Linked DNA regions of Mus musculus: all the other regions are linked to region 1. The links are chromatin contacts, called in public HiChIP or PLAC-seq, Micro-C and promoter capture Hi-C maps. All regions are on one chromosome and are shown on one strand. Each heading gives the region's core, a stretch centred on a gene start, on an enhancer-like site or on the middle of the called end of the contact. The rest is flanking DNA. Distances are from core to core; before and after follow the strand shown.

What was found. Promoter capture Hi-C pulls out the DNA fragments that hold promoters and counts their contacts. A called contact is a pair of places that touch in the nucleus more often than the background predicts. HiChIP or PLAC-seq counts read pairs in DNA pulled down with a chosen protein or histone mark.
Region 2: a promoter capture Hi-C map of trophoblast stem cells shows a contact between it and region 1, with 5 times the contacts expected there. The contact joins the enhancer-like site here to the promoter of Jag1 in region 1. A contact is called at or near these places in 7 of 39 promoter capture datasets (the 3T3-L1 cell line, HPC-7-derived erythroid cells, cancer-associated fibroblasts and 3 more), 1 of 15 datasets of contacts at CTCF or cohesin (the NIH/3T3 cell line), 10 of 484 Hi-C or Micro-C datasets (3T3-L1-derived adipocytes, the MC3T3-E1 cell line, adipose-derived mesenchymal stem cells and 6 more) and 13 of 115 datasets of contacts at active chromatin or transcription factors (the NIH/3T3 cell line, cardiomyocytes, craniofacial prominence and 9 more).
Region 3: a promoter capture Hi-C map of liver shows a contact between it and region 1, with 6 times the contacts expected there. The contact joins the enhancer-like site here to the promoter of Jag1 in region 1. A contact is called at or near these places in 13 of 39 promoter capture datasets (the 3T3-L1 cell line, 3T3-L1-derived adipocytes, the C10 cell line and 9 more), 10 of 484 Hi-C or Micro-C datasets (the 3T3-L1 cell line, 3T3-L1-derived adipocytes, embryonic stem cells and 4 more) and 13 of 115 datasets of contacts at active chromatin or transcription factors (cardiomyocytes, craniofacial prominence, embryonic forebrain and 8 more).
Region 4: a Micro-C map of embryonic stem cells shows a contact between it and region 1, with 6 times the contacts expected there. The contact joins the enhancer-like site here to the promoter of Jag1 in region 1. A contact is called at or near these places in 1 of 39 promoter capture datasets (the 3T3-L1 cell line), 17 of 484 Hi-C or Micro-C datasets (3T3-L1-derived adipocytes, cardiomyocytes, cerebellum and 6 more) and 5 of 115 datasets of contacts at active chromatin or transcription factors (astrocytes, embryonic stem cells, epiblast stem cells and 2 more).
Region 5: a contact with region 1 is called in a promoter capture Hi-C map of the 3T3-L1 cell line, with 12 times the contacts expected there. The contact joins the enhancer-like site here to the promoter of Jag1 in region 1. A contact is called at or near these places in 10 of 39 promoter capture datasets (the 3T3-L1 cell line, 3T3-L1-derived adipocytes, cranial neural crest and 5 more), 1 of 15 datasets of contacts at CTCF or cohesin (the NIH/3T3 cell line), 4 of 484 Hi-C or Micro-C datasets (the 3T3-L1 cell line, the MC3T3-E1 cell line, cumulus cells and 1 more) and 13 of 115 datasets of contacts at active chromatin or transcription factors (the NIH/3T3 cell line, cardiomyocytes, craniofacial prominence and 10 more).
Region 6: an H3K27ac HiChIP or PLAC-seq map of the NIH/3T3 cell line shows a contact between it and region 1, with 9 times the contacts expected there. The contact joins the enhancer-like site here to the promoter of Jag1 in region 1. A contact is called at or near these places in 11 of 39 promoter capture datasets (the 3T3-L1 cell line, 3T3-L1-derived adipocytes, HPC-7-derived erythroid cells and 6 more), 2 of 15 datasets of contacts at CTCF or cohesin (both in the NIH/3T3 cell line), 17 of 484 Hi-C or Micro-C datasets (the MC3T3-E1 cell line, the STO cell line, adipose-derived mesenchymal stem cells and 8 more) and 14 of 115 datasets of contacts at active chromatin or transcription factors (the NIH/3T3 cell line, astrocytes, cardiomyocytes and 11 more).
Region 7: a contact with region 1 is called in a Micro-C map of embryonic stem cells, with 5 times the contacts expected there. The contact joins the promoter of Snap25 here to the promoter of Jag1 in region 1. A contact is called at or near these places in 1 of 39 promoter capture datasets (pre-B cells), 5 of 484 Hi-C or Micro-C datasets (embryonic stem cells and nephron progenitors) and 1 of 115 datasets of contacts at active chromatin or transcription factors (embryonic midbrain).

The regions. Positions count from the first base shown.
Region 1 is chr2:137,114,653-137,117,856 of GRCm38.p6, forward strand. It overlaps Jag1 (jagged 1), which reads right to left and starts at 1,868. Exons shown (of 26, transcript NM_013822.5): 1 at 1,525-1,868; 2 at 752-1,057. The coding sequence starts at 1,605.
Region 2 is chr2:137,493,573-137,496,588 of GRCm38.p6, forward strand. No RefSeq gene overlaps it. Among named protein-coding and RNA genes, the nearest start is that of Gm14064, 170 kb to the right of the region's middle. Within about 2 kb of position 1,624, at least 10 of the 459 cell types and tissues checked have an H3K27ac peak or open chromatin away from gene starts, as enhancers often do. A contact at or near this core is called in trophoblast stem cells, where this site is marked.
Region 3 is chr2:137,552,068-137,555,194 of GRCm38.p6, forward strand. No RefSeq gene overlaps it. Among named protein-coding and RNA genes, the nearest start is that of Gm14064, 110 kb to the right of the region's middle. Within about 2 kb of position 1,699, at least 2 of the 459 cell types and tissues checked have an H3K27ac peak or open chromatin away from gene starts, as enhancers often do. A contact at or near this core is called in liver, where this site is marked.
Region 4 is chr2:136,677,162-136,680,140 of GRCm38.p6, forward strand. All of the region lies in intron 2 of Gm32659 (a long non-coding RNA gene), which reads right to left. Among named protein-coding and RNA genes, the nearest start is that of Snap25, 35 kb to the right of the region's middle. Within about 2 kb of position 1,625, at least 280 of the 459 cell types and tissues checked have an H3K27ac peak or open chromatin away from gene starts, as enhancers often do. A contact at or near this core is called in 3T3-L1-derived adipocytes, astrocytes, cardiomyocytes and 10 more, where this site is marked.
Region 5 is chr2:137,612,331-137,615,649 of GRCm38.p6, forward strand. No RefSeq gene overlaps it. Among named protein-coding and RNA genes, the nearest start is that of Gm14064, 49 kb to the right of the region's middle. Within about 2 kb of position 1,616, at least 2 of the 459 cell types and tissues checked have an H3K27ac peak or open chromatin away from gene starts, as enhancers often do.
Region 6 is chr2:137,593,070-137,596,247 of GRCm38.p6, forward strand. No RefSeq gene overlaps it. Among named protein-coding and RNA genes, the nearest start is that of Gm14064, 69 kb to the right of the region's middle. Within about 2 kb of position 1,597, at least 15 of the 459 cell types and tissues checked have an H3K27ac peak or open chromatin away from gene starts, as enhancers often do. A contact at or near this core is called in the NIH/3T3 cell line and muscle stem cells, where this site is marked.
Region 7 is chr2:136,712,107-136,715,109 of GRCm38.p6, forward strand. It overlaps Snap25 (synaptosomal-associated protein 25), which reads left to right and starts at 1,344. Exons shown (of 8, transcript NM_011428.3): 1 at 1,344-1,494. It overlaps Gm32659 (a long non-coding RNA gene), which reads right to left and starts at 2,232. Exons shown (of 3, transcript XR_375013.3): 1 at 1,767-2,232.

The sequences.
Region 1 (3,204 bases), core at 618-3,117:
TAGGGCGCGGGAAGGGCTTGCGGAGGCCGGGTGCCCTCCGGACGAGAGAGTGCGCCCGCCCTTCCCGGGGAAGTTTGCAAACACAGCTGTTCCAGAACTGGGGAACCGCTGGGAGTAAGGCAGCCTGGGCTGCACCGAGCGGGGGCGGGAGGAAGGGGCCGGCAGGGGGCGGAGGTTCCCAGACTAAAGCTTGGACGCCAGCCGGAGACAACCCCCCTCCTGCAGCCGCCACTTCAGGCTGGGAGAGCACCCCTCCAACACACTAAAATCTCCCCACTAGAGCCGCGGGAAGCCTGCTCCCCCACACCCTGCAGGAAGGACACACCCGCCCTCGGGGCGGCTCACGGGAAAGGGGAGGGTGCCAACTTGGACAGCGTATGCAGGGCAGACTATGCGCAGTCGCCTTCCAGGGCACTACGAGTTTTAATTAGTTAAGCAAAGAAATCATCTATAATGACCGCCTGGTCGAGGGTGGGAACTGGAAGTAGCAAGCATAAAATTAGCATCCTTGCGTACTTTCCCCCAGCAATGCTCTTCAGAGACCCCATTTCGCTGCGCTAAGCAGACACCACCCAGAATGGAAGACCCGCCCGTCTCATCTTGTCCAGGTCCAGCTGTAGTCTGGACTCTCAAACTTGCCACCCCCAAAGCCTCTCAACTTAGTGCCAAGTTTCAAGTGGCATTAAATCCTTCTCAAGGCAATATAGGGCTCGGCCCCGCGTTCGACTCTGTCGGTGTGTCGCTCACTCACCGGCCAGGCGAAACTGAAAGGCAGTACGATGCGATTACGGTCGTTGCCACGGCTGGCCTTGAGATTGAAGGTGTTACCCCCGATGACAGGCGTAGACCCTGAGCCGAAGCTGCAGGGTCCCCCGGCAGTGACGCGGGACTGATACTCCTTGAGGCACACTTTGAAGTACGTATCACACTCGTCGCGGGTGCACTTGCGGTCGCCAGGGTTCCGGACTCCACCACAACAGTTCCCATTCTGTAGCTCTCCATTCACGTTCTGCATGGACAGGATCTCCAGCTCAAACTGACCCGAGGCCCCGCACACCTGCCAGCGAGGAAGGAAGGTCAACGCATGAGAAAGTTTTCTCTGAAGGTGGAGGTGGAGACTCCTTGACACCCCCCACCCCCAATACACACACCCCAGGCTGCCAAAGATCCTCGGTGGCAAGTGAAAATAATTTTGCAAAAACTAGGTTTAGGGCTCAACCTGGTTTGGGGGCATAAAAAACACAAGTGCGGGAAAACTAAGACAAGTGCCCCGAAGGACCGTGAGAACGTAATGATCGCATTTTGCCCAGCCTGGAGGAGTTTATCTTTCGAGGCCAGGGGCTCCCCTCTGGGGAACCAGCGTTCCCTCACCGGGTGCTGCCTCTCGGGTGAAAAGTCAGGGTCAGGGAGCCTTGTACTCAAGGGCTCCGGAACTTGCACTGGGAGCCACAGCCGCTCCCGTCCAGAACGCCACGAGGGAAGGGAGAGGACCGCGGGGAGCAAGAGCGGGAGAGAGACTCCTACCTTGGCTCGCAGGGCACAGAGCAGGGCGAGCAGAAGACTCAGGGGGCGCCCGGGCCGGCCGCGCGTCCGTGGGGACCGCATCGCTGCGCCGCGCGCCACGGGCACTCCGGACGCCGCCGCCGCTGCTAGCGCTGGTGCTCCCGCCGAGGCTGCCGTCGTCGCTGCCCCCGCGGCCGCCGCGTCCCGGCTCTAATATACTCCGTGGATTGGAGCATGCACGACTGGAAAACAACACTACTTTTCAAAAGCCCTTTCAAGAGCCGCGCGTTCCAGAAGGCAAAGAGCCCGGCCTCCTTTTATTATTCTGATCGCTTCTTTGAGGCGCTCCCCCCTCTTCCACCTCTCGGCTTTCTTTCCTTCTCTCGCGCTCCCCTTCTTTTATTATTATGATTATGCGCAGCCTTTTATTCCCTTTCAGATCAGCTGCATGAAACGCGGGGAGGGAGGGGAGGAAAAAAAAAAAAAAAACCTGAGCCTAGCTCGCCGGCCGGCTGCAGGTAACACAATGACGCGTGCCCGCCTGGCTCTCGAAGGGACCCGGAGCGCCGGTCTGGGAGCCGGGACTCCGGCTGGCCACCTCTTCTCAACACGCGGAACAAGGCGCATGCGCGATTGTTAATATTCATAAGGGGCGTGCCATCTATTGGGCACGCCCCTTTCCTCCGGGTTGTTGGGGAGGGGAGAAATTGAGAAGGGGTTGGAAGTTGCGGGACGGACCGGGTGGCATGGCCGCCCGAGGGGCCCCCACACGCAGATCAGTGTCCCGGGGAGCCCGGGCCAGGAGAAAGGAACCTGGAAGGACCGTGGAGGAGCCCATGGCTCTGAGAAGCCCAGAGCGCCTCCGCTGGACCGCCCCCTCGGTGCACGGCCTGGGCTCCCTTGCAAGCCCCAGGTGTAGGCGCCGCGGTACGGCCGGAGCAGTTGGGGCGGGCGGCTTCCGCCTTCGGAGCCGCCTGCGTCAGCTGCGGCTTTTGCCCCGGGGAGGAGGGCCTGCCCGCCGGGAACCCGGGCCGCTCCCAGCAAGCGAGCCCAGAGCCCTGTGCTGGCGGCGGCGAGACTGGCGCGCTCGCCGCCGTCTCCTCGCCCCGCAGAGGCGACCTGGGCAGACTCTGCTGGGAACTTTGAAAAACTTTCCCGGAGTCAGACTTGCCGCAAACTCGAGGGAAAGCCTCGGCCGCGCGCCATCCCTTCCCAAATCCATGTCCGTGGAGCCTCGGAGGGGCTCCCAGCGTCCTTTCCAGACCGCGCCGGGGCAGAGGCGTGGGGGAAGCAGGGGGAGTGGCCGGCGGGCACCCGGGGGCTCAGCCCGGACTTCGGGAAGGGCTTTCTGAGACGCCGAGGGCTCCGCCAGCCTCCAGCCCGGGCGCAGTGGCGGGACTGCACCTGTAGGCGGCCTCCGCGCTGCTCTCTGGGTGGCGAGACGCGGCCTGAAAAGAACCTAACCGCTGTCGTGGTCCACAGAACTTGGCTTCTCCTGGGTGGTGGTGGAAACCGATGCCATTTTCCACCTTGAGGCAGGCCTCGCAATTAGCAGCGACACTCCTGGTCATAATCAAGGTCAAAGGGAACCCAAAGGCTGGCTGAAGTCTCTGCCAGCTCCACTCCAGGCGGGTTTAAACGGAGCTCTTTAGGAAAACAGATTTCCATTAAAGGACGAAAAGGGTTTCTTAACTTGCGTTG
Region 2 (3,016 bases), core at 374-2,873, 380 kb after region 1:
GTTTTTTTATAAGTAGTTATAAATCAAAATAAAATCTGTCATATGCTGACAGGTATGATTTAAAATGAAAACTCAAAATAAGATGTGGGACCAGAGCCTGAGGTTAGAGTAATTTTAAATAGTATGGGTAAGGTTTGTTTTAATCCCTTTGAGCTGGGACCCGATGTTGCGAAAGAGAAAGCCTGTGAGAATATGAGGCACGAGGGAAGAGGAAGACCCAAGATTCAAGGCAGCATGCCAGGAAAATCAGATGGATGGACTGGAGAAAGCGAGAAGATGGCAGAGATTGTGGTTATGAGGTCATGTTGTCCAGTTTATGTAGAGCTTGTGGAATTTTATGTCAAGCATCCTAGGAAGCCACGGGAGTAACTGAGTCATCAGTACTGACACCATTCAAGCAGTGGGCTATAGGGGAAGGTCTCCCAAGCTCAAAGCTGTCCTGGCTAAACTTCAAGTGATCATACCATTTCCAACAGGTTTACAGGAGTGCAGTGATTATTGCTTAAGTTTGGAGTTTAGAAGAACTTTGGGTTTGAAATTTATATTTTTGAGGCACAACTGTAAAAATATTAACTACAGCCAAGAGACTGGATACAATCAAGTAAGCAATCGAGCAATTAGATAGAGGAGGGGACAGCCAGTGCTTGATAAGAGCTGTGTATGAGTAGATATAGCTTCACATCATGGGATAAGTACTTTAAAATATCAACAGGGTCACTGTCTTTTTCAGTGTATAAAATGTTTCTCCCTTGATCCCATACTACTTCTTTGTAAGGGATGAGGAGGGGTATAAAGATGACTGTCTTTCATTTCCAGGATGTCGATTAGCATTATTGTTACAGAATAGGAAGGTGGCATCTCCGTGGTTTGAAAAAGATGCATTTATAGTTGCAGTGTTTATTTTACCAATGTTCTTCAATATAGCCAATGAAGACAGACCCTCTTGGACTGATAAACCATATTTATTTCCTCTGTGATTTTCTTCCAAGTACAACCTTGGCCTGTAGACACTGATTCAGTCTTCACAAAGTTGGTCTGGGCTAGCCTAGTAATGCTTATTTTCCTTCATTCAGTCCTGGTGAGTGGGAATGATCAGCTTCTGTCATCATTCACCTTGTTGGGTCTTTGTGCTTTCTTTGCAAGAATGATCACTTTTTGTTTTGAAAGGAGTTTAGAAACACACAAGAATACAGGAATACACAAGAATGCACCAGGAATTCAGGTTCTTCAATTGATTATCCATATAGAATCATGTTTTGAATGATTATATGTTTGTTATGCTTCCCCCAACTTACCTACCAATTTACTGTGCTGTATTTTTGAGGACAGTTGTGGGAAGAGGAGGGAGAGGCAGAGGTGGGAACAGAATTCTTTTTTAAACTACTGCTTGTGAGTTATACAAGTAGCCCAGCAGTAGAGTGTTTGCATCGCATGCATATGGCCTTGTTTACATCTTCCCTCTTGAAATATAAAATTAAAAAAAGATAAAGACAAGAAGAAAAGGAGCCCTCCTAACAAATGTGTGAGTTTCCAAATATGATGAAACACCTACTACAATGTGTGTTTTGTGAATGCCTTTGACTCTTCCTACCTGACTAGACTAGTTCCCCCAGGGCAGGGATTGTGCTTTGTTCAGAGAGGAATTCCCAGTGACTAACATGACCCCTGGAACATGGGAAGCACTCAGCAAGGCCTATTGAATGAGAATCAGAAATCATGCCTGTGGCATTATCCGCTTGCTATGAAAGGGGGTGGGGGTGATATCATGTTTTCCCAATAAGCTATCACTTCTTCTTTTTTTACAAGCTGTGAGATTGCGCCTCCTCACCAAGGACCTTATTGCTTTTACCTCTTCTGAGATGATATCATTTGTGGCTTTGGTCTAAATTGGAAATGTCCCATCTCTGAACTCTCTATCACTTCTTATGTTTTTCAACTATTCTGCTATAGATTGTGATCCATTGTGAAATTGTGATCTCTACTCAACTACATAAACCACTGTGAGCCTGCCTCTTTGTAACACTAGCACCAAGAATTACTTGTGGATTCTCAGCCCTATTCACACTAGATCACATACCTCTTTTTGCTAGCATTATATGTCCATCCTCTTCCTGCTCACTCAGTCTTTCCCCTTTGGAATGGCCTATATTCAGTGAACTTGTGACTTTCTCCCCACATCTATCACACTTCAAACCTGTATTACCTACCATACTACTACTTGCTTATATTGTTTGAATATGTTAATGTGGAAGATTTCAAAGTTTACCCTTTACAAGGGGTTACCTGGATAACTTAATATTGTAGGTGGATCCTACCTGTCTCATTCCACCCCAAATTCTGATTCAAAGGGTATGGGGCAAATCCAGAAAGTTTATATTTGTGACTTGTTCTCAGGTGATGTTGGTGGTACTGATCCAGGGCCATACTTTGGAAATCACTGGGCAAATTGTGTTCAATCCTAACAGTACAATAGAGTAGAACTTTTAATATAGATATGCTGGTTCCCTTCTGGGACACTTTAATTAGAATCACTGGGTGGAGAGATAACGTATTGTTGGGTAGCAAAGAGGCCACCCTTTTCCTCTCCTGGAACTAATTAGCACAGCCCTCTAATACAAGCATGCATACTTTACTGGCTGTACTAGAGGCAATCAAATCCCCAAGATAACCTACTTTATATTAGTTGATTGCATAGCTTTGTAAGAATGATTCCTGAAGTAGCATATTTGGCATCCCCTGGCCCCACCTCAGACAGACCCACAAAATCATAGGTCTGGGTTTTGCAGTTCATCCCTATGTGTTTCACAAGAATTTCAGGTGATTTTGTTGCACACTTGGATTTAAGATCCAATACTCCATTAGGTGATACTGTTTCTGGGTCTGAGAAGTTCTACTCAGGTTATCATGCTTGAAAACTGGCCTCTGTAGATGGTGGTTCTCTTTAACAAACATGTGGGACTTGGAATGTGGGGCTTAGCTAGAGGGGGTAGGTCACTTGGGGTGGGTCTTTAGAACT
Region 3 (3,127 bases), core at 449-2,948, 440 kb after region 1:
AGAAGCTTTTATTAGCAGTGGTTGGTGATTAACAAAGACACACAATTAGTCATGGTACAAAGAGTAAGAGATTGGGGAATGCTCAGGCCTAAATGAAACATGTATTTCATATGTACTCCTTTCAAGGCTCAGAGATCACTGTAAAAGAGGAGGCATAAAGAATACAGTAGGAAGACCAGAGGATGTGAATGCCCACCAGGCACCAGTGTGTTTTCACGTAGAGGACAACTGTACATATGAATTGCCAACAGTTATGATAGCACACACAAGACCTGTGCAACTCAAGCCAGACAAAATTCCATCATGCAGAAAGGTGAGCATGGAGTGCTACTCCAACATGGGGAGGTATTGGCAATAGACATCTGCTGTGGGGGGTAGGGTCTGTTTTCTCTAAGAATGCAGCCTTTGATATATGTTGACCAAGCTCCAGTGGAAGGCCACATGTCAAAGAATGTACGGGTAGCACAAATTGTACTTAATGGATCGCAAAAAGACATAGGTATGGTCGGTTAGGGAAGAAGAGGGGTATATGACTAAAACACATGGAATTCTCAAAGAACTAATAAAAACTTACAAAATCCCAATGATATGAATTCAGTCAAAGTGAATGAAAGTGAGGGGCAAAATTGCTGTCTCCATCCTGAAATTTGACATTTCCATGGAGTCCTGATCAACTACCTAGCTTTCTAGTTTTCCTAACAGGAGTGTGAATACAGTCAAATCCAAACTTGAAATTATAAGCGAGCTGCACTTCTTAAGTCCGCACAGCCAGCGTGATCTCCGGTTCAAAGTTCTCTCTCAATGCAACAGACCTTTGGGTATTGGTGCTGTAGAATAGACTGCAAGATCATTGAAGGTGCTTATGAAATATACAACTGTAGCTATGGATTTAGTTATTCAAGCCTGTCTAACAGTTTTTCTTACAGAATAAAGGAAGTAGTTGTGATAGTAGGAGATTTTCTCTTCCTTTAAAGACTTCAGATATACTTCAAAAATAAAGTAAAATTATCCACTTTGACCTGTATTTAAAAATATTTGGACATTTATATCATAATATTAAAAGAGAATGGGACTGTTTTATGGTTTCCTTCTAACTTATGTTTCCATACAAGTCATCAGTTACATGAATTTAAAGCATGCTAGCATTGTCTAAAAATTACAACTTCGTTTATAAAATTATGTTTTGATTAAGGTTTTAATCACCTTACTGTAACAAATTTAGGTGCAGACTATGCTGGAAGGGAAGATTGTTTTTTCAAAAACAGGTGACTTAACGAAAAGCCTGGTCCCTAATAAATGAAATTGAATGGGAAAATTGACATTTTTAATTTAAAATTGTGTGTGTGTGTGTGTGTGTGTGTGTGTGTGTGTGTGTGTGTGCACATGCACACCAGGATCTCACAGAGGTCAAAAGAAGGCATTTAATCTCCTGGAACTGGAGTGCCATGCATTGTGATCCACTGTGTGGGTGCTGGGAGTACAAACCAAGACGTATGCAAAGATAGAAAACTCCTTAAGCCATAAGCCATTCTTGAAATTTGATTGAGTGATTATATGTTCAACTAGTACTTGAGACAAAAAAGCATTAACTTTTACCTTACATGAGAAATGAATTCAATCAATATTGAATGAGTACCAAGTACATGACAAGCACAGATCTGAACTTTGGGCTACACTTCTAAACAACTCTCCTGGTTTTAGTCCAAGAGGAGAGAAAGAGGAAACAAGACTAATAGGATAAATACAGAAGATAAAGCTTAGATGAGAAAAATTAAGTAGGCAGGAACCACAGGTCCTTTGGAGGACAGATTATCATTTTAGATAGCATGGTCAAGGGAGAACACTCGGAGAGGACAGTTGAGTGAGAACTTGGGGAAGGAAGGTAAGGGAGAAAACTCGCTCACATAGAAGCAACTGGCACAATGCAGAACTACATTGGCAAAGCAGAGTGGGAAAAGGTAATGAGAGCAGGATGTGGTGTGGGGGACACAGGTCATGTTCAGCCTTGAGAGAACTTTGACTCTGAGTACATGAAGTCACTTTTGGAAAAGCTTTAAAAGAAAGTTGCTATTTTATTATTGATGACTTTAAGCAAATACTATAACTGCAATATTGAAATTGGTCTGCAGGTAGATAGGAACAATACAAATAAAAACAGTTATGAAGCAACCACAACAATACTGGTAGAAAGGATCTTGGGTGAGACTAGTAAAAAGTATTGGTCAAGGTTTCAATAGCGAATATGTTGCTCATTAAAATTTTTGAGAAGTAAGGTTTTTTAATATAAAGTTAATTTCAAAGTGTGGGTGGAGTATAGAGGAAGCACAAGGGATGCTGGAGTAATCCAGGGTGAGTAACGCTTGCTTAGAGTCAAAGGATTAGAGAAGGCTGTAGTTCCAGAACTTGACTGAAGGACAAAGCTATGTAGAGACATTCCCTTGAGATGAGCAGGGACACAACATCTCAGATGACCTCAGAGAGTGATCCCAAACACTTGACACTATGACTTCAACAGTTTTCTCCTCCCATCCTTACTCCCATCATAGTCAAACTCCCCGCTGCCCAACCCCAACAAGAGCCAGAGGCAAGAGAATCATGATTGCCTCTTTTCCTTCCTTGTTTTCTCTTTCCTTTCACTCAGTGGAAACCTTGTATCTTTCACACAGGTATATCAACCACACTTCAGAACAGGCTCCATGCTCAAATAAACTCCATGATTTTTCTATTTTTTTGTTTGTTTGTTTTGTGTTCTTTTATTTTAAAGAACGTATTGGTTCCTTGTTTTTTTTCTCCACATTGTTTTAATTAGGTATTTTCTTTATTACATTTCAAATGCTATCCCAAAAGTCCCCTATACCCTCCCCCCCCTTCCCCCTTACCCACCCAAACCCACTTCTTGGCCCTGGTGTTCCCCTGTACTGGGGCATATAAAGTTTGCAAGACCAAGGGGCCTCTCTTCCCAATGATGGCCGACTAGGCCATCTTCTGATACATATGCAGCTAGAGACATGAGCTCTGGGGGTACTGATTAGTTCATATTGTTGTTCCACCTACAGGGTTGCAGACCCCTTCAGCTCCTTGGGTATTTTCTGTAGCTCCTACATTGGGGACCCTGTGTTCCATCCAA
Region 4 (2,979 bases), core at 375-2,874, 440 kb before region 1:
GTTGACCAGTTGACTACAATAACTTAGTGGGCTGAATGAGCTACAGTAAGAAGTCCATACGCTTTATAAATGTTGGCATCCCTCCAAGCCTTGAGAAGTACAAAAATATAGAGATAACACTGGCTATACTGTGAGCATGCCGACATCTATTTGAATAACAGCTTTAAAATATTTACATTCCAAAGTAATGGGGTATTTCAGCTTACAGAGAGATCGGGGAAATACTAAAATCTACATCTTACTTAGGTGTCCAGCTTGTTCATAGGTCATGGTGTAATCTGACGTCAGTTCAAGATCATTTCTAGCCAACCAGTTTGAGTGGGAGACAACAGATATTCTGAGGAAAGGTCATTAACTTATGAAGTTGAGCAAGCTCATGGCCTGGTCTTCTTCTTTCTTTACATATTCATCAAACACTTACAATGTGCCAGCCATGGGCACTAGAACAATTCACAAGATAAAGCCCTAGATCCCAAGGAACTCATTCTTTAGAGGAGATGTTCTATTTACAGAACAATAATGCATAATGAAGTAAATGCAAAAGGGGAAAACTCAGCACAGCTGTGATAGACAGGATCTATTTTGGGTAGGATGGCCTTTGAGGCATGGGGGTGGGGGGCACTTTACCTGTGGAGGGGCCATCCAGCATGCCCGAAGACCCAGAGGCAGAGATAGATGATCAGCGGGGAGTTTAAAAAACAGAAACAGCATGACTAGACTAAAGTAAGGGCACATAGAGACCAGAGGGTGAGACATGGCAGGTGGCGATCATGGAGGGTCCTCTCAGCTTAGCACCGACTTTGGACAGGAAGATATGCGGTAAACAATGGTCTTTCTTTGCTTCCAGAATCTTGACTGATGTATGGAGAAATGACAGCTCTCTTCTTTTGGGGGAATCGAGCTGGTATGGCCTAGAGAAACAGAGAGCTTCCCACTGCCTCTCTGTGAGGCAGGACTTAGAACCGGGTCCTTTATGAAACATGTCACTGACCATCTAGCTTGAAGCAAAAGCACATCGAGGCCCCGAGGGGCCTCTTCAATCTGCTGCCACAGTGACTCAGGAGGGAGAAGGGTCCCTCTAGCTCTATCTTAGCAGGAGAGTCTATGGCTCCTGGAGGTGGGAGCTATCCTAAGATGTGTCTTTTGGTTAGTTAATACTGATAGGATCCTAGCTGTAACTACCTTCCAAAGATGGACTGGGAACCAGCAGAATGGTTATTTTGAGGATATTCGAGGCCTCCAGACCCTATTTCCCTTTTTCTAAGTAATACAGATATTCTTAGAGCTTTAAATTATGAGTGCATTTCTACGCTCCTGCAGAATTCAAGCTGGGAGTCTGGGTAGGAAGCTGTTTTTAAGGCCAGAAACTTCTAAGGACTCTTGCTGGCTTTCCCCGATCCTGGAGTGAGGCCTCTGTTATGGCTTAGCTGCTTCAAAAAACCCTGAGTCATTCCAATGGTCCTGTCTCCCCTTTTCCCTCCCGCAGCTCTCCCAGTGCAGAACAATCTAGGAGCAAACACCCTCCTCCCCTCCTGCGTAGCCGCCTCTGCGGACAGAAAGTGGGGGTGGCACAGCCCGGGCAAGCCGGCGGGGAGGGCGCCGGGGACGCGGTGCAGGCTGTGGGCGGAGGAACCGTGTCCCCGGTGCCGCAGTGAGCGGGTGGCGGAGGAACGCGGGCGGGAGGCCTCCTGAGTCACTGCGGCTGCGGGGCGCTGGAGCCTCAACCCCCGCCCTTGCAGGCTGCGGCGGGGGCGAGATGCGGCATCCCCTGGGTCAGGGGTCCCTCCGGCTTTCCAAACAGCCTGTGCTCATTTCCGCGGGGGCCTCGGGGCACTGCACACTCACTGCCCTGTCACTATTTGTTAGTCCTACATCTGCCCCGCGGAGATTCGCCTTAGACCAGAGACTTCTATGCCACCCCCGGGTGGATTCGGGGGCCCTCGCGTTTGGCGAGGTGCCCAGAGCGTCATCAGAATTTGGGAGATCAGTAAACAACACTAAGAGGAAGGAGTGGGGAGAAGAGGAAGGGAAGGGGAGAGCAGAGGGCGGGAGAAGATCAGAAAGACAAAACCTAACAAAACAAAACAAAACAAAATAAAACAAGCAGGAGTAAGCGGGGGTGGGGCATTCCTAATTTGCAGTGCCGAAGCCCACCCTTCGGTTGTATAGAAACTAAAGCCCTCTGTAGCAGTGGGGGTCCTCCCAAGATTTATGTTACTGAAATCAAAGCCAAGGTTCTCGGGGTTGGGGGAAAGTCTTTTGCGTCTTTTGCTCATAAAATATGAGAAGGCTCAAAATGCTGTCCTCAAAATACCACTTGATTGTAAGGCAAACAGACTAGTGGCTCTTGCCTGCTTCTCTACCATAACCTGCAAATCTAGAGCCAGTAAGAGTCTCCGAAAGCATTTAAGTGCCCATTTTACAGGTTAGGAAACAGATTCGGTGAGGGATGTGGGCAAGAATCAAAGAGATGGGGTGGAGTTTCCGCCCCATGTTTTTCCCCTTTGCCTTTCCTTAGCTCTTCACTTCATTTCTCCCATATTAAAATTCTAATAGAAGCCCCGGCCCCACTCCAGGCCCAGAGTTCAACTTCAGTCGGGAAAACAGTGAATTCTGAGTGCCAAGCCCCAAGCAGCCGCAGCTAAACAACCTCCCTCCCCACGCACGCCGAGACTGTCACAGCTGCCAGCCGCAGCTTGACAAGTTTCTGGGGCATCTATGCGCACCGAAAGAGGTGCGTCTCCTGCGGCAACAAGAACAGATTTTTGCCATCTCATCCCCACTTTCGCAGTCTCCAGTTGGCTTCTTGTGATTGGCCAGAACTTTCCCTCTTAGAGATGAGGAGAATCCAGTCCTCCAACCAGCTAAGAGAAAACAACACTCCACCACCTCGCAGCAGCAGACCCGGGACGCTCCACCCCCTCCAATGGCCAGGCTGGAGCCCCACAGGCAGAAAGATCCTCCCTTCCGGAAACTCTG
Region 5 (3,319 bases), core at 366-2,865, 500 kb after region 1:
AATCCTACTAGATATTTTCCCAAACCCTCTTGGGCTTATTGTCGGCATTAAATCCTCATCCTGTGTAGACTACCAGACTGTACCTCTGATGATGTATCTCTAGCTTTCGGGACTGTTTGGTGTTTGAGTATCTCTTGCTCTGAGGACTACAACTCCATTGCTCCAGCCAAAGGACAGAACCCAGGGTATTTATTGTCAACCCTCACTAAATGCTAGAATATGTGGCCTGTGTGGGACATGCTTTGCTGTTTAATCCAGTGGTGTGTTGCCATAGAAATGTGGCATGTAGCTCAATTCAGGGGTGGGCTGAGTAGGGTGGATATAAATAATTGAACTATATATTTATATTGAAAATTGAGAGGAAATAGAATTAAGCTTCATTATTCACCTTCAAAAAGTAAGCAACCACTTAAGGGCTATTGTGAGAATTTCTTCTGGCAATATTGTATCAAATTGTTTCTGAGAAGCCCTGGTATGCTCAGAATACCAATGTAAGAGAAATAAGTGATAGTGTCGAAATGTTAGTGCATGAAGGCTGCTAGGACATTGGTGGATGTCTTTATGGCTCTGTGGTGCTGTTTACACAAGAGTTTTAGATCCTTCCTCTTTATCTTTGATGAGTCCTTGGAAACAATATGTAATAACAGAACATTTGAAGGATGATCCCATCTTTCCACTACAATCACAGCAAATTATTTATTGACTTAATTATGCTTATAAAAAGTAAAACTCATAATTGTATTAAATCATCAGTTATTTGAATTGGACCTAGTTATTCTATTAATAATTCTGAATCGATGAGTCACTGGTTCATAATAATTCATAAATTCAAATAATTCATAAATACAAATGTTCCTAAATACACTAGCCAATATCTAGATTAGTAAATCAAGAATGAAATAATATTTTTATTACCAATATAGTTTGGATATATTCATGAGAAGTTAGAGTCTTACAACTCAACATTTGGCATGTAGACTTTTGTGACAAAGTAAATAGTGTTCCCAAAGTCTTGTTTCACTATCTGGTTCTATCATTAAATAGTGTATGATCTGGACTGCTCATTTTTTCTTTCTGGATTAGTCATGATATGATAGAACTAGAAGAAATGTGTCTAACCAGAAGTATGTATAAAAACCTACCTTTCAGTGGGCAATGGGATACATAGATTTTGTGTGTGTGTGTGTGTGTGTGTGTGTGTGTGTGTGTGTGTACTTTTTGTTGGTGGTGGTGTGAGTGCTATATGTTTCTTGGACATAAAGGGAGATGTTAAAGTTGACTCTACTTTGTAACCAGGACTCCATAAAGAAGAGCTTTGATTTTTGAATCATAGATAATTCTTGAGAATATTTCTTGATTTTAGGCCTGTTTGCATAAGGTAATAGGTTTGAGTACACATAGAAACAATGTGTTAATTAAAATCAACCATTAAATTGAAGCAGAAATGCCAACAATCTATTTGTTGATTGTTGATAGATCGGAATAAAGGATCTGAGCCAGGTCATATGCTATAGTTTGGACCAACAGATAACAAATGAGTTGATCGTTAAAAATTCCACAACTGGCAGATGCATTCATAGAGCTTCTCAGAGGTCTGGAAAACAAGGAGGCTGTGTGGTCTAGAAAAGGAGGTAGCAAGACCTTGGATCTCCTCCCAGAACTTCCACTAACCACATGTGTGACCTTGGGCCAATCATTTAACCTTCAGATAAGATCAGGTTTCTTATCTGCAAATGAGAGGCTATGTTAGTTATTCTCAGAGTCCACTCTTCACTGAAAACTTTATACTTTAACTTAACATAAGCAATTTTTTTATATAATTCAAAATACCTAAGAAGACAATGTGAGGGAAGTGAGGTAAGCCAGAACAAATACTCTGCTGTTATATTATAGATCTCACAGATGAAGCTAGGTCATCTATACAGGTTCACAATTGCTTCCCACTGTCATTCTCAGGAGTCTTCCTGCTCACTCCAAGGACTGAATTTAAGTACTCAGTACTTGATTACCAGCATTCAGATAAGAAAGACTTTCAAATTTCCTGAAATAGTTAACTATCCAATTCAGTTACATAAGCTATTCTTTTTGTTACTATTTAAAGAATAATACGTGGGGGGGGGGCACAGCCATTTTACATGTATTTTAATGATTTTTTTCAAAGTGAACACATCCGTGGAACTAGGGCCCAAACCAAAGGCCAGAACATTGAGGTTCTTCCTTAGCACATTTTCTTCAGTTCCATCCTCCTCCCTTTATGATGAATCACTGTCTACACTAGAAATCCTATAGATTTCTATAGGATTTTTTTTGCTGTTTGTTTCTATTCATTTTAGCAATATTAGGTTTGAAGCCCATTCATATGGCAACATTAGTGGAAATTGTTCAATCTTAGCTCTACAAAGTAATCCACTGTGAATGTATAAAATAGTGCTGTATATGATTTGGATAGTTTCCACTTTGGTACTTTTAAATATATATATATAATTTATTTTTATTTTATGTGCATTAGTGTTTTGTCTATATATCTGTGTGAAGGTGTCTGATCTTTGAGTTACACTTATGAGCAACCATGTGGATGCTGGAAGTTGACCATGCATCCTCCGGAAGAGCAGTCCATGCTTTGACAGCTGAGCCATCTCTCCAGCCCCAGTTTTGGACTTTTACAAATAACACTTCTATGAACATGTTAATCTGGACCTTCTGCTGACATGTATTAGTATTTTGGATGTGTATGTCTAAGACAGTAATTGTAGCATCCATTGGGTACAGCACACTACTCTGAGTGCTTTCAACTCGGACTTCTTGTTTACTGGTGGGATCTTCAGGGGATACAGCCTTGCTTCTTGGATTAGAATTGTATTAAAGACTCATACATGTGCACCTGAATACAGATGCATTTTGTTCTCATGTTAGCCTCAGCTGGTGTTGAAACACACAATTGTTCACTGAACACTAACTATTTAGTGACAAGGGTGGGGAGAATAGAAAGGAGAGGAGAGGAGGAAGAGACAGAGAGGGAGAGTCAGAGAGTCAGAAAGAGGGACAGAGAGACAGAGTGAAACACAGAGTGATAGAGACAGAGAGATACAGAGAGAGAGAGACAGAGAAAGAGAGAGAGGCAGACAGACAGAGGTAGAGAGAGGGACAGAGAGACAGAGAGACATAGAGGCAGAGAGAGAGAGAACCCTCATTATCCTAAGTAGAAGCAACAGAATCTCAAATTTCACCAGGAGTTTGAAGTGGAATGCTTCACAGAACATAAAAAGTAAAATATAAGAACACCATGTTCTGTTAATGGTGCCATGTGAAGCTATCTGGT
Region 6 (3,178 bases), core at 347-2,846, 480 kb after region 1:
AAATTCACCACAGGATTCCCCTCACTGAAGACTATTCCATAGAACCAGAAGCTATCATCCAAGCTTCTAAAGAAGGGGGGGGGGGCAACTATCTTACCTAGCTATGCCACCTGTGAACCACACCAATGACCAACTTGGTACAATGACTGTTAGGATTCAGCAGCAGGACACATGCCTTGGTGATAACCAACCACTTTCTAATTGGGTTTAAGACCTACTCAACAAGAGATAATCCGTGGTACTGGAAATCTGGCTAACTACTTAGTGCTAGTGAAGTCAGAGTTATTGGGGAAGAATCTACAACCACTAATTTACTAAACCAGCATAATTCCTAACAACAATCTGTAAAAACGTAAACACTTATACTTACACCCGCAAATAAGTGTAGTCTTTACCCCTTGTCAAGGAAACCTTTCTTTGAAACAGATGGAGACCATTATAGAAATCCACAGCCAGTCAAAACATTGAGCTGTGGATACTTTTCCCAGTGGATAATCTACAAAGCACTCCCCCATATAAGGGTTGGGGAATATTGTGGAAGCAGCACCGTAAGAATTTTTAAGACCTCTGAAATCAGGGAGTTTGCTGTGATATTGTGTGTCCCAGTGATGCCGGAAGCTACACCCCTAACATCTCACTAACATGACTGCCCAAAGGTGATTTCAGCAAGGAGCACAGTAATGAACGTGAAAAACTGGATGGGGGGAAAGCCCACAGGCCTCAACTCTACACGAAGTGATATAGGCAACCGAGGAAAGCTGGGAGCAGGAAAAAAGAGACCTTCCTCAGGAGAGGGCGCACCAATGAGTTGCCCAGTGCCAAATGGTCAGCCTTGAAAACATGCATACAACATAACATTATACAGACTGAACAGATTATATTTGAGAACATATATGCATACATTGGCAATTAATTTTTTTAAAGGACATGAATTGGAAGAAGGGCTGAAAAGGGTATGGTGGGAGGGCTTGGAGGGAGGAAAAGGAAGAGAGAAATGCCTAATTAAAATATAACCTCTTTTTTTGGGGTGGGGTAACCTCAGAAATAAATAGATTAAAGCTAAAAATGCAGCATGTGAATCTCATTAATATTTATGTGTACAAGTTTAGAGATATACTTTTTTTTTAATCAGACTTGTGGAAAGTGAAAGTGGTTATGTGGGTGATTAACACTTAATGTGGAGCTTGTTCTTCATCCCAGCTCTTTCTGGTATGCCTTTTTCATTTGTTAATAATCTATCTTCTCTTTTTTTCTAGATGATAGGTGATAGTTGAGCCTTAAAATTTTTAAAATCTTAGATTAAGGAAAGGTTTGATTTGGCTTACTGCATACACTTAAGCACAGAAAAGATAAGTTTAGTAACTAATCAAATAGTCCTTTGATTCAGAATTACTTTGGCAAAGTGACCATTGTCTTGTGGACATTGGGAAATTGCAATGCTAGCTTTTATATTGTTGTTGTTCCTGAGCAAGAGACATCCTTAACTATCTCTGCCTGTTCTTACATAAGTGAAATGAGTTAACGCTAAAGCAATGTTCAAGAAATCAAAATGATGACAAAGCCAAGAGCATGAAATGACTAAGGCTTTGTTGCTTGTGGCTTAAGGGGGTGGGAGGTGCCGCCGCCCTCTGAGGTGTCTGAGTGGGTCACCCAACAGACTTGCCAAGGGCTGGGAGGGAGGGAAAAAATAAATTGGACAACTTTCCTCTTGGGATGAAGCCCAGAGTTACGTGGTCTGGAGTGATGAGAACTGGGTGGGCATACAATTAAAAGGAGAAAGATGGATTGAAGTAGAACAGACATAGAAAAGATAGTAAGCTAAATGTGATGACTCTTTGATGGCTCCTGCAATACACACTCCTCACGTTTACAAAGATGGAGAATCTCTTTTTTTGCTTGACTTCCCTATATGATGCTTAAAATGCCTATACTGTAGCAAGAAGTAAATATGGAATAATACCTATGTTAATTGTTATGTAAAAATATTCTTAGAACAAAATTATATAGTAATTCATTTTGTCGATGAATTTCTCTCAACACTTGGACACATTTCTCTCTCTGTCTTGCTCTCTACTTCTGAATATTATGATGAGATACTGGGAATGGGGAGGATACAAGCTTATAATTAGACAACAGCTAAATTAGTTTTGGACCTTTCTTCTGGTATTATATATTTCTTGATTCTAAAAATATGCCATCCTATCAATGAGAAGAAATGTCCTCCATGGAGTGAACTTCATGCTTCTTGAAATTCAACAGAGCCAGGTTTTGACTCTTGACAATGCATATGAGATACTGCATTCATTGGCACTGCCCTGACCATTAGAAGAGCTGATAGTTTTCTACACCATCATTCTTTATTCCGCCAGTATTTTCTTCAGCCTTAATCCAACACACTCTATCCATAGTCAAAATTCATGTCTTTCACCTACTTAAAAAATCATTGGCTCCTCTTATGATTGAACTATGTTCCCCAAATTCCTATGTCAAAATACTTTACCCTCAGTAACTTACTTTCCAATTAGGTCATTATAGATATGTTTAATGAGAGAAGATCCTTAATACAGGACCCAATCCAATATGACTGATCTCATAAAAAGAAAGTTTCAAACATAGAGACATATTTAAGGAGAATGTCATGTGAAAATAAAGAAGGCAAGCCTCTAAGAGTACTCCTCACAGAGTAGCATATCTTTCTTTTCTGTCTCTTAGAAGGAATGAGTCTTACAAGTACCTTGATTTCAGACTCATGGTCCCTAAATTATGAGACAATTTCTGTTGCTTAAGCGACTCAAATCTGTTGGCTTTTGTTGAATCAAACTAACAAATTACTACAGATTCTATTCTTATTAGGATGATGCTCTACACTTCCTATGTTCTAGAAACATAGTAGAATATAAAAGGAAGAAGACATATAACCTAATCTAAGCAAAATTAGATTTTTGGAATTGTGAATGAGCTTAGAAAAAAAAAACCATTGAGTAACTATTGTAATCTTGCATGTTGGGAATTGTTGCATTTGCACAATACAGGAAGGAATCTTACCAGGTGCCAGGAATTGCTGAGTATTTAGAAGGGAATTAAATTGACATACTGCCTGTTCTCAGGGAGCTTACACGGAAGCAGGCAACTAATTACCCAAACAATTAATTACAGTAGGAGCTAAGAGAATACGTTC
Region 7 (3,003 bases), core at 94-2,593, 400 kb before region 1:
GCGTGTGTGTTTCTAAGAGAAAAGGATTTTCCATCGCCCAAGAGGCCATCAAGTTTTAAGATTGCGAGGCACGACTTCTAATCGCATCCTCCGCGGAAAAGTACAAACAGTTCCTGAGACGAGGTCCCCCACCTCCCACGCGCTCCCCAGCTCTCCCTCCCTGCCTAGAACCCGGACAACCTCCCCAACACCTGTGAATCATCTAGAGGCTGCACCACCGAACTATTTGCATATCGCCGCCTGCCCTACCCAGCTCCTGACTGCTCCTGACGCACGACAAGCAAAGACAGGATTATATTGTGTGGTTATTACTTCTAATCTTTCATCTGAACCAGCAGAAGTAGACATTCTTGCTCATACCAGACCCAGAGGTTCAGAGGGTCGGCCACTGAAAGTGCTTGTGCAATGAGTGACCCTCCAGATTTCAGTACTGTCCTAGCCACCTTCCCCCCACCCCCACCCCCGGATGTCTGGACACGTTCTAAGAAACCCGAATACCGCTCTAGGCCCAGACTGCAAATTCAACCCGCCACAGAGTCATCTATAAGCCCCGGGCAAACAACTCGCAACTCAAAGCCCTAGCCCTGCAAACCCAAGCTAATAGGGCTAACTAGCTTCCCTCTCCCTTTCCCCAACTCAGGTGTTATCTCGGTGATAATTGCTCTGACGTACTTTAAAAGAAAGTGTGAGCCTTTCCCAAACTGGCCATGATTAAATGAGAACTCTAAACCTGCAATGCTGCTTTAATACAATAATTTTCATAAAAATAGCAATGTGAGTAACCTGGTCACGAAAGGAGCTGGTGAGAGCGAGAGCTGAGGGGAATGCCTCTTCGGACCCTCTTCTCTGGAGAAAATAAATCACAACAGAAATCTATGCCAATCCCTCACATCATTACCCTTCTATTCCTTTACCTTCCTCTCGTGTCTGTGACTCAACCAAAGACAAATCATCAGGGGAACGTTTTACATATAAATATGTATATGTTTACATTATTATAATTGTATATACATTCCAAACACACGTATTTACATACATATATTCACATATGCATGCACACGTAAGCAAACGCATAGGCCATCAGGAAAACAGTCGCAAGAAATATGTATTTCCCAAGACGGTGCTAAAATGGAGTCAAAAGAATCGCTCCATTTGGGTGTTTATAAAAGATTGAAATAAAAAGGGTTGCTGCAAAGCGCTCAGGGAGCTGAGTCAAGCGCTCCGCACCTCCCGGCTCCTCCCCTACCGCCCCCAGCCACCTTCCTCCCTCCGCCCTCCCCCATCACACTTCCTCCCCGCCCCTCGAGGAGCCGGCTATTAAAAGCTGCTGACGTCAAAGGAACGGCCATCTTTGATGAGGGCAGAGCTCACGTTGCATTGAAGAAGAAACCTCGGGGAGGTCTGGAGCTGTCTTTCCTTCCCTCCCTACCCGGCGGCTCCTCCACTCTTGCTACCTGCAGGGATCAGCGGACAGCATCCTCCGGAGAAGACAAGGTAAAGAGCCCCCTCCCCCGATCCAGGTCCTAGCCCTGTATGGCTGCATACACAGAAGGGACTGCAGCTGGCAGCCCAAGTGAGCCTGGGTAAATACAAGTATTGGTGCACTTAGGGTGCGGTATTCCCTGTGTGCATATCTACCTAGACTCTCGCCTGGGGCTGCATAAAAGTATTTTCGAGGTGAGCTGTTTGGAGAAGGAGTGAATGGGGACACTACAGATGGAGTGGTGGGAAGAAATAGCGAGGATGTGTACAGAATAATAACTTACTCTTTTGAAGCAGCCGTGGGACCCTCTTCCATCTTGCGATGCAGTTTTGAGATATGTTTAGGTTATTAGGATTGTGGGGTTTTTTTTCTACCTGTAGTCTAAAATTTAAAAGCAAAACACGATCTTGTAGTTCGTTCCAACCCTATGATTATGACTGTAGTGTTTAGGGCACTGCTACCCAAGGGAGATGAGAAGGCAGGGTGTGGGCGCTGGGGAGGCGAAAGGAGAAGGGGGGCAGTTCCCTCCCTGGGCAAGCTGAGCTGCGGCAGCGGCAGCGGCAGCAGCCTCCATGCCCCACAGACTTGATTTATGCCGCCTGCCCCAAGTCAGCTACAGGCGAGCATGTGCTGCAAAGTGGGAGAGCTCTGGAGGTTTGGTGCGGTGGGCTAGACTAGTGGGGGTGCGATGGCGGGAGCTCAGCACCCTGGACAGGAGTGCTCGGCGCCCGCGTCGGCGCCCTGACCTTTCAGCACCGCGGACAGCGATCCGGCTGCAGCGCCGCATTACCTGCTGCAGAGATGCCTGGCTGGGACTAGAGGCCAAATTTTCTCTCTGAGATCCAGGTCTTATAGAAAGTCTTAATAGAGCTCGCATAGTAGATTAAAAGAAAGACAGAAGAATAAATCCTGTCAGCAGGGATTTATTTACAGACAATTGCCTGCTCTCTTCCTCACTTCCCACGTAGCTTCAAGAAAAAGCAGACTACTTGTAGAAGCCTTCTGTATTTCTTCCTGTGCCTTGGTTTAGACAAAAACAAAACAACAAAACAAAACAAAACCATACTTTTAAAAACGGTCACTTATCCTCCATTACGACATATATACTGTAATTTTTTGTATTTAACACAGGGTAGATATATCCGTTGATATTAGGTGGGCTCCAGTGGGCTTATAAGATGATGCTAGTACTATCTATTTATAGGACAGTTCCTTCCCTGTGTTTTTTTTTAATATGGGTTATCTGAACTAGTTTCTGGAATAAATCCCTTTGTCACTTTTCCTTTATTCTTAAAACTAGGTAGAAACAAGCATACACAGCCAAAAGAAAAATTTCAATATCTTTGGCTGTGGTTTTGGAGTTAGTGCATTTCATATTAACATTGGATATGGCAGATTGATTGCTGTAGATGTTGACGTTAAGAATGGTCATCCTTGGGAGAAGTTAAACATGTCCTTCAGGGTTATGAATCGGCTGAAGCAGGAATCTGACCCCCAAGATTCACTGCAATTTCTATTAT